Regions from separate parts of the Bos taurus genome. Here region 1 is linked to region 2. A link is a contact called in public Hi-C data. All regions are on one chromosome and are shown on one strand. The core of a region is the stretch at or near the end of the contact, and the rest is flanking DNA. Distances in the headings are between cores, read along the strand shown. Region 1 has its middle 9.6 kb from the start of ZBTB38. Region 2 overlaps ZBTB38 (zinc finger and BTB domain containing 38).

Region 1 (5,084 bases), core at 1,578-4,077, 53 kb before region 2:
TCTGCATTGCAAGGTGGATTCCAGCGGACCACCAGAGAGGTCCCTCATTAAAACAATCTTATTTGAGTTGGCTTCAGAGTTCTCCAGAAAAATAGAACTAATAGGAGATATATTATCTCATATATATATATAGACACACACACACACATATGGGTATATATATACATAGATACACACACGTATATGTACCCATATATAGACAGAGAGACAGAAAGACACAGAGAGAGACAGGATTTATTATAAGGAATTGGTCACACAATTATAGGGGCCTAGAAGTCCCCTACACCATCTGCAAGGTGTAGCCCCAGGAAAGCCAGTGGCATAGTCCTGAGAACCAGGACAGCCCCTGATGTACATCTCAGTCAAAGGGCAGGAGAACGTTGATGGCCCAACTCGAGCAAGAAGACAGAAAGAGGCCAGATTCTCCGTCTCTGCCTTTATGTAGTAGTCACGCCCTCAACTGATTGTCTGACACTCAATCACACCGCCCAGGAACCACATCAGGGAAGTCCATCTACTTTACTCAGTCTACCAACTGAAACGCTAATCTCGTCTAAAAACATACTCACAGACACACTCAGAAATATTGTTTAGCCAGGTATCTGGGCACCCTGTGATCCAGTCAAGTTGGCACATAAAATTGGCCAGTACATTTTGGAATTTGCTAGGAAACAAAGGTTTATAGCCCCACAATCAGTTGAAAACCAGTATTATCTGCTATACCTAGAAAGTATCTGTAATAATTAATACAATAGCAAAAGGACGTTATTTATTTCTAGTTAGATAGCATGTTACAGAAGATCCCAATCCTGAGCCAAACTCTCTACAAGAGTGAACTTGCTACCATCAGAGAGATATTAAAGCCCTACCATGTGAGGCAGTATCATCTTTTTTGTTGTTGTTCAGTAGCCCAGTAGAATCCCCAACTCTTTGTGACTCCATGGACTGCAGGATGCCAGGCCTCCCTGTCCCTTACCATCATCTCTTGGAGTTTGCCCAAGTTCATTTCCATTGCATCAGTGATGCCATCCAACCATCTCATCCTCTATTATAGGCCATCTAAATTTCTTGAATGGGATTTCTCTGATAGCCCCATTGGTAAAGAATCAGCCTTCAGTGCAGGAGATCCTGGTTCAATTCCTGGGTCGGGAAGACCCAATGGAGAAGGAATAGGCTACCCACTTCAGTATTCTTGGGCTTCTTTTGTGGCTCAGCCGGTAAAGAATCAGCTTGCAATGCAGGAGACCTGGGTTCGATCCCTGGGTTGGGAAGATCCCCTGGAGAAGGAAAAGGCTACCCACTCCAGTATTCTGGCCTGGAGAATTCCATGGACTGTATAGTCCATGGGGTTGCAAAGAGTCAGACACGACTAAGCAACTTTCACTTCACTTCACTTCAAGTTTCTTGCAGTCCGTGGTACTCAGCATCCCCAACTTCTGGAAACAAACAGGAGATTATTATAATACATATAATATGACATATATAATAATATATTATAAACAGATTATTTCCATTTATTTATTTTTGTGGTGTGCCACGTGGCATACAGCATCTTAGTTCCCCAACCAGGGATTGAACCTGTGCCCCCTGCAGTGGAAAAGAGGAGTCTTAACGATTGGATAACCAGGGAAGTCTCCAGGAGATCCTTATTTTTGATCTGAAGAGAGATTCAGAATTTACTAAATTACAAAAGCAAGTTGTGAAGCAACCCAGCTTTTGTATACAACAAGCAAATTTAAAAGAATCCTCTATATGTGGATTGAGGCTTGTCTTGATGAGCACATGGAGAAGCAGATGAATATTAAGTATTACCATAGGACATTGCCATTTTAAGTCAGAAGTGATCTGAAGTTGGCATTTTAATATAGTCCCTCCTAATAAACCACCAAGGATGTTAACACTGATTATGTGAAAGTATTTTATTACTTTGCTTTTAATTATAAGCGTGTATGGAGAAGGCAATGGCACCCCACTCCAGTACTCTTGCCTGGAAAACCCTATGGACGGAGGAGCCTGGAAGGCTGCAGTCCGTGGGGTTGCTGAGGGTTGGACACGACTGAGCGACTTCACTTTCCCTTTTCACTTTCCTGCATTGAAGAAGGAAATGGCAACCCACTCCAGTGTTCTTGCCTGGAGAATCCCAGGGACAGGGAACCTGGTGGACTGCCATCTATGGAGTCGCACAGAGTCGGACACGACTAAAGTGACTTAGCAGCATAAGCATGTATTGCTCTCGTATTTTTCTCTATTCTAATTTTAAAATACCTTAAAAGAAATGAAAGAGAGCCATTAGTCTGAGCTGCTGAAAACTGGGAATAAGCTGCAAGTCTTTGTTTATGTGTCAATTATATCTTAATAAAGCGATGGTGGGGGACCCTTCTCGGGAGGGTCACACCATATCTCTGATCCACCTCAGCACTACTGAGGGACTGGATAATTCTTTGTTGGATAATTCTTTGGGACTGGATAATTCTTTGTTGGGGGAGGTGGGGAGCTGTCCTGTGTATTACAGGATTTTTAGCAACATCCCTGGCTTCTACATATCCATGACAGTAGCATCCCCCTAACCCCAAACAAAAAACAGCCAAAAATGTCTACAGACGCTGCCGAATGTTTCCTGGGGGCGGAATCGCCCCAGTTGAGAACCACTGCTCTAGTCCTCAATTTCTCATCACTGAAGAGAGACCTTGAAACAGGTGCTGTCCACGCTCCCACTAAGCCCCAGCCTTCTCTAATCACAACAAAGTGGAATCTATAAATATGCTTTCCAGAAGCTGTTTTCTCCAGCGCCACTAGAGGGAGCACTCTGCAATACAAAGGACAAAACAGAGCACACAGGAAAATTTGTTTTCCCCTCGGTGGACTTTGCTGTCTCCGTTCCCAACGCCCCAGTCTTTAATAAATAGCCTTTGATGTCGAGAGTGATAACCCTTAACCACGAGGCATGAAGAACTATTTGTCTTGTGCTTTGTGCCGTAAAAGTCGTGTTGTTAGATATGGTGGAAGAGTGCAAAATGTTCTTCGCTTTTTCCACGCTGTTTGTAAGGCAGTTAGATGAATCAACATCACTAAAAAGAAATTATGTGTCTCGGTGAGGAGAGTCTATGGGACAAGGAGACTAAGAGGTGAAAGATCTAGTTCTCTTCCTGGTCCTGCCACTTCCAGGCTGTGTGATGTTGGCCAAGTCTCTTAACCTTTCTGGTTATATGTAAGAAAGCTGAGGAGATAGACTGAGAAGTTACTTGCTTAGGGTTCCATACTAAGGTCAAGTATGGATTGGCTCCGACCTGCCAACTTCATGGGATAGTTGTGAGAATCAAATGAGATGGAGTAAGTGAAAGAGTTTTGAAAATAGAAACCCCCATGCAAGTTCAGGGTGTGGATTTGCCCATACTGTGGGAGTGAGAAGAGGTGATGGCTAAGAGGTAGCCTGCTGGGGAGGTGGTTGCAGGGAGGGAGCCAGGTGAGGGCAGATCAACACAGGTTACTGAAGATATTCCTCCACCAAAGTGTTATAAATTACAAATCCTTTACTGCTGATGAAACATAAGGTTTCAATCCCCATCAAAATGGACAGGCTACTTGGAACGGTGTTACTTTATGCTCTTAGGAGATAAAAAATACCTTCACGAAAGTGAAAGATCTTACTCCAATACTGTTTTAAACTTTTAAAAAACCCTGAACCACAATAAGAAATACATTTCACAGAGTGACCGAATTCACACACATTATAAAACTGAAACAAAATTCTGATGTGTGATACACTTGGAAATTTGCTGTTTTCTTTCATTCTGTCACTTGAAACCGATGCTAGTTGTGACGCAGTAGATAATGAGTCCTGACTTTCAGTTTTAGACATATTGTACCAGAAGTTTTCATGGGAGGAGGGGAGGAAGCATAGGGCCCTGGTGCTAGGGGAGGGAGGAAACAGAGATATGACTCCCACACATGACTCAGGGAGCCTCAGACGTGAACTTTATACATTTTCCTAGGGGCTGATTCTTTTGAGGAGGAAGAAAAAATGAGCAACAATTTCAAATTCACCTCCATGAGTGAGGATGGGCCGCTGGTCCATAGAGTCCAGGCTGGATTCTCAGAGGTCCTGATTGAAATCCTGCACCATCATCGTAAAGTATGGATGGGCATGATGTAACCTCCACCACAACAAAAAGTAAAAGCTCTACATGTATTAAGCCCTTCTTATACATTAGACATTGCACCAAGCACTTCATATGAATGATGGGACATAAATTAAGCTTAGTGCTCACTGATTTTCCTTTCTTCCCACTCACTAAAAAGAGTTCTGGCTTTGCCTGTCCAGTTTCTTTTCCAGCCCCATCAGAAGGAGAACTGGACAGAAGTAGACAGACTGGAAGAATGTTGGTTAGGGCTGGAGAAAAAGCTTTGTACAGAGCTTGGGAGAAAGAAGGGGACGCTGAAGCTGCGGGGTGTAAGGGGCTTGGATACAAGGAGAAAAAGGATATTAAGAAGAATTTCAGGGGGATCTGTTGCTGTTAGAGAAATGCAAGTATTGAATATAAATTAATCTGAATTTCTTTGTGGTGACTAGGCTGGATATCTCAGACTTTAACATCATCCTGAGACTGGCCCAGGTAGGTCATGGTTTCAGTGGGGTTGCATAAGCATTATCTCTTTTAATCTTCGTTACACACACGAGATTTTTTTTCTTTTTTTTTTGGATTAGAAAAGGAGGCTGATATAGGCTAAGTAAACTTAAAGGCATGCAGCTAATAAATGTGGACAAATACTCCCAAAATTGATCTATAGGTGGAATATACAATCTCCATCAAAATCCCAGCTGGATATTTGGCAGAAATTGAGAAGATAATCCTGAAAATCATATGGACATGCCAAAGATTCAGAATAGCCAAAATCATCATGAAAAAGAACAAAGTTGTAGACTCACACTTACTAATTTCCAAACTTTTTATGAAGCTACAGTAAATAAAACAGTGTGCTGCTCGTGTAAGAACTCACATCTCGATCCATGGACTAGAATGAAGGGTCCAGGAATAAACTAATACTTACGGTCAGTTGATTTTTGACAAAACAGTCAGGAAAAT
Region 2 (5,259 bases), core at 1,829-4,328:
CTGGCTTGATTTCCTCACCTGTAACCTGAGAAAGTTTGGTTCAGTGATAGAAAAGGCTCCTTCCAGCAGTAATTCTACTTCCTCCCCAGCAGAAAAGCAGGTGTGCTAAAACAAGCAGATGGTAACTCCACGTCTGAGGTTGGCCAGAGATCCCAGTTGCGAAGCTCCCTCCCACTGTTCTCCAAGGTGTACTTGTACTGGCCAGACCTTGAGTCCGGCCTTTACCCCATACCCTTTTGAGGAAAGTGCATGGGTTTAAGGGTGGGAGAGATGCTCTGCTTTGGAGGAAATGAGGATTTTTTTCTACTGGCTGGGGAATCAGTCAACAGGTGACAAAATAGGAGGTAAGGAATCATGGTTTGAAACTTTATGGCTGGAAAGAACCTGAGGAAATAAACTAGCCCAGCCTCTTCACATTCCAGATAAGGGAACGGAAGTGCAGGGAAGTCATAGTATTTGCTCAGGGTCACACCACTTGTGGCAGACGGGGAACAGAAGCTAGTGTCCCTTGCCTGTTTCAGTTTGCTACAGAAACGGGTAGGTCCTGTCGTAAGGTGGATTATCAGGAGAGCAGGAATGGGCAGTCAGCAAGCCAAGCCCAAGGAAGCACTGGCTCTCTCCAACTGTTCTGTTGACGAGAGCAGCCCGCCATGCCTGCTAGGCTTCTCACAAACGTCACCAGAAAGACACCACAATGCAAACTTCCTGTTCCATCGAAGCTCTTGGATTCTTGTCAATTAAGAGAGTCAAGAAAATTTTCCTTTTAAGCTAAGAGAGGCAGAAGGCTGTCTCCTATTTTTTAAAGCATTTTTTCCTCTTTTATTTAAGTGAAAATTTCTAAGGTCTCCAATAATTTAGTTTTGAGAGGAACGAAGCATTTTCTCAAGGAGTATAAAGAGGAAGACCCAGCTCGCACAGCCCATGTTGCTGGTCACACCTGTGCACGTGGTCCTCGTTGCCCTGTGGTCCTGAGGAATCCAGTGGCTGTTCAAGTGCTAAAAGAGCATCCTGGGGGTCTTTCGGCCACCCCCTGAAGGCTGGCTTTGTGCCAGGTGAGATAGATACAAGCTGCCACTTCCTGCTTTGTGCATGGGATATTGTTTCTAGGTCCCGTTCTGTTTGTGTTATTTTTCTTGTTTGTGTGTTAGGACACTTGTGATTATTTGCAGAGTTGATGATCACTAGATAATAAGACCAGCGATTCAGTAAAAACAGAGCTGAATTTATTATCTCGCCAGGCAGAAGACAGCGGCATTCAGAATCCATCTCCCCAAACACATAAGCATTTTCACGCAGGCATGGCCATTTCTGATTAGCTCTAATGGAACGCCAATTCACTTCTAGACCAAAGGGAAGAGTTTTTTGGTCTCAGAATCTACTCAGCATTCTGGTCTGTCCCTGTGTAGACTGTCTATTCTGGTCCTATAGTCCTTGACCCAAACTCGGAGAGCAGGTGTGCCAAGGTCTCGGGTGGTCCTTGATACTCGTAGGGGAGGCCATGGCCAGTCTCACTGCATCTCGGGTCCCTGCTGCAAATTTCCTTCTGTTGCCTGTTCCACCCTTTCCCTCAGACTAATGCATGTTCCATCTTTGCTTTAAAACGGGAAGGGGTGGGAGGACCACTTTGAGGAAGCCGAAGGCACAGGGATAGACGGAAAAAGCGATGACGTGGCAGTGAAATGAAGCCCCAAATGGGGTTTTACTCAGACATTAGAGAACTGGCCCACCCCGGGTGCTGTGCTAAATCGGGTTTGAAAAAAAAAAGCCTGACCTTTAAGATTTTTTCCTGTCAAGGTCTAGCAATTCTGGAGTTTGCTTTAGCCACTCTGCCCTGCAAGTTGACTTTTTTTGCACAGAAGCATTGTAAATTACCTGGGAGAACATTTTGTTTTTTCCCTGTAAATGAATATACACTGTGAAGTGAGTTCTGACCTTGTTTGGTTGTTTATTTAAGTCTGAATATTCATTTTTGTTTTTTGACAAGTTTCAGGAAATCACTCAAGAGCTTTGTACCATGTTTGAATGATCTATTTTAAGACTTTCTTTTCTATTGAATGATTGGCATGTCTGATAAGAAGACTGCGCGTCCCTATTTTAGGAAATACTTTTCGAGGTCCTTAACTTCTCTTTTTCATGTATGAAGCTTAAACGGGAATCTTACCTCCAATCCTAGCAGCTCCCTTACACTAAAAATGACCTGTTCCCCGCCCCCCACATGAGGTTCTCTGGCTCAGGGAGAAAAATAAAAGTCGGGTGATTAGTCATTGTGGCGTTCAGCAAACAAACACTTTGGAGGCCATGATTTATGTCGCTGGCGGGGCAAAACAAACCAGGTTATATCTGTCTCTAGCACTGACTGTTGTGAAAGGTAAGTGCCCTGTGTTTCCAGAAGGTCCCCTGAGTGCCCCTGGTAGTTGCGTTCAGGTTTCTGAAACCCGGTGGCCATTTTCTGTGAGTTTGAATCCCTGTGCTAAACCCCTCCCCCGAGGAGTCCATGAGCATTTGTTTTCTAAAATGAAAGCACAGGCAGAGACTCGAGCTGTTCTACAGAACAGCCTATTTTTAGATTTTTTTTTTCTTAATCAGTGTATTTAAAGCATAATTTTTCTAAACAGTCTATTGTGGGCTAATATCTACACTGAGTTAAGGTTTGTCTGGGGAATTTTACTTTTTTTTTTTTTTTAATTCAGGCAACATATTTATTGACGTAATTGTTCCCTGTGTCCCTTCGCCCCCTGATCATTTCATTCTAAAACAGGTGAGCAGGGGGAACTGTTTGGATACCTACTGCCAGAAACCTTCATTCAGTTTTGATCAGATTTATTTTGTGGGTAAACTTGGCAGAAGCAAACAGGAATTTAGTTCCTTTAATACTCTGCCCTCCCCCCGCCCCACAGTTTTTCCCAGTCGGTTTCTTTTGTCTGAACCATTGTGCATCCATGTGTGTGTCTGGCCAGAGTTTTGGTAACATTTCTGCAGTACAGAAAAGTTTCTGGGCCTCTGGTCATGTGTCAGCCCAGCTGGTGGGCTTGTTGGACGGTCCCTCCAGTCTCCCGCACCTCCTGAACCGCAGGGCGAGGTGACAGTTCCACAAAGTGTGTGTCATGCCTGGCCTCTTTCCAGAGATTGCGGTATTGCCAGTGGTGGCTTCAAACTGGGAAAACGGGAGGTGGAGAGAAATGATGGAAAACACTGGGGGGAGAGATTGTGGAAAACAAAAGAGAAGGAATGTGTGTGCAAGGAAAGTATCTACGTGGACTCAAATAAATAGCTGACAGCCCAGGGCCGTAAAAATCATCTCCGTACATTGGCATTTTGGATGGATCCAGGTGAGGATCTGCTGGGAACACAGGTTTGTCTGTTGACGGTGGAGAGGAAGTATGGCAGAGTGGGGCAAGAGCATCAGGAGCTGTTCTCCAGGAGGTTCCCACCTGCCCCTGCCCCCCGCCCACAGTATGACAAATGCTTAGCTTGGTCTCCAGACCAAGGGATTTGCTCTGCGCCAGCACCCCCAAAGTCTCTAGACCAGGTACGGTTGCTTCCTTGAAGAGATCTCTGTTGTTCCACTGAGAACTTCTCTGAGATTCCCCAAGGACACTTGTGATCTTGCTGGTTTAGGCTTTATTGTGTTGACCCTTTTGCTTGACATCCAGGCTGTGCTTCTGTGATCTAGTTTCTAGAATTGTTATTGTCTAGGTAATGCAGTGAAGGAGCATGATACCAATTCAAAATGCCCTTATCCGGTAAGGAGCTGTGCATCCTCTGTAGTTACTGCTTCCCTTGTTACATCACCTGCTAATGATGAATATGGAAACCTCTTTTCCTAGATTTATTTTTTTAGTTAAAAAAATTTTTTTGGCCATGCTGCATGGGATGCAGGATCTTCGTTTCCCAACAGAGGATCAAACCTGCACCCCGTGCAGTGGAAGCGGTGTCTTAGCCACTGGACCTCCAGGGAAGCCCCTGGAACCCTCTCTAAAAATGGATGCCTCTGAGAGTGTGAGTCTGATTGTGTGGAGGTCTGATGAGGAGTTATCATCCCTTTCTCAGAGTTTGAGCAGACCGTATCATTAAAATGACTTTAGGGAATGCCCTGGTGGTCCAGTGGTTATTATTCCGTGCTTTCACTGCTGGAACCAAGGTTCAATCCCTGGTCAGGGAACTAAGAGCCTGCAAGCTTTGCAGTACAACCAAAAATGAACAAATAAAAATTTAAAAATAAAACAGTTTGAATCAAAGTGGAGAATTTGATATCTACCCTTTTTGTCTCCCAGGACTCATACAGTAGGAAATTTTCCACATGGGAGTGAACAGACTGGAGGGAATGTGAAGGAATATTATGTGACCCAAAGATATTCCATGTTAGGGCTTCTGACCCCCTCTTCTTCATTAAAATGGAGTACTTCTGTAATTTTGAAAGCTTGAATACTGGTATCTCACCATTTAAATTTTAGGAGGCCTGTGAATCACTGTAGGAATCACCGGTACTTTAAGGCCTAAGTGATCTATCTCTATGTCATTGTAGATTAGGGTCTAAAATGCTGATATATACAGGGACAGGAAGGTGATATGAATGTTCAATGTAGGCTGGATTTAAGAAGATAGAAAGGTTAGATCATGGCAAACTGGAGGACATGAAAACTTCTAAAATACCGTAGGGCTGAATGAGCCAGGTCCGCAGGCCTACTCAGCCTCTGGACTGCTGCTCTGCTCGGCAGCTGTAGAGCTTCGCCATCTGACTCAATCCACCAGGCTGGATTTCCTCAGTGGCAACCTGCCCAGCCTTTTCCTGCAGAGCGTTGGGCTTGGAGCTCTCCAAGGCCCAGCCCAAGAAAAATTCGTGGCCATCGAGCCTTCTCCATGTCACAGCAAAGAAAGGAGCTACTTTGGCTGTGAAGTGTGTCCATCTCATATGGGCAGTGATTCGTCAGGAGAACACAGCTTTTGTGTCCAAGGATATCTGGAGGGGCATCAGACAAAGCAGCCTTGATTAAGCTGCTCTGTGCTCAGAGTGCCCATTTCAGGATGCAACAGGAAGAGCCCACCAAAGGAAGCCCCATCTTATCTGGCCACGTCACTCCCAAGGCAGCTAAATGCCAAGGCTGATCTGGATGCTCTTGGGCAATGGGGTGAAAACGGGACAGCGGGCATATTTTGATTAAACCTGGTCTGTGATATTGACCTCCTTGGCCCAAGAATGCTTTCTGAAATATTAGGCAGTTAGCTACTTCCTAACTCATCCTAGGCTGGGACAATGTG

Evidence for each region. Hi-C and Micro-C count contacts between places; a contact is called where the count stands out from the background.
Region 1: a Hi-C map of an unstated tissue shows a contact between it and region 2, with 1.6 times the contacts expected there. The contact joins two enhancer-like sites.

What each region holds. Positions count from the first base shown.
Region 1 is chr1:127,616,729-127,621,812 of ARS-UCD2.0, reverse strand. No RefSeq gene overlaps it. Among named protein-coding and RNA genes, the nearest start is that of ZBTB38, 9.6 kb to the right of the region's middle. Within about 2 kb of position 2,827, at least 25 of the 102 cell types and tissues checked have an H3K27ac peak or open chromatin away from gene starts, as enhancers often do.
Region 2 is chr1:127,564,005-127,569,263 of ARS-UCD2.0, reverse strand. All of the region lies in intron 2 of ZBTB38 (zinc finger and BTB domain containing 38), which reads left to right. Among named protein-coding and RNA genes, the nearest start is that of ZBTB38, 43 kb to the left of the region's middle. Within about 2 kb of position 3,078, at least 30 of the 102 cell types and tissues checked have an H3K27ac peak or open chromatin away from gene starts, as enhancers often do.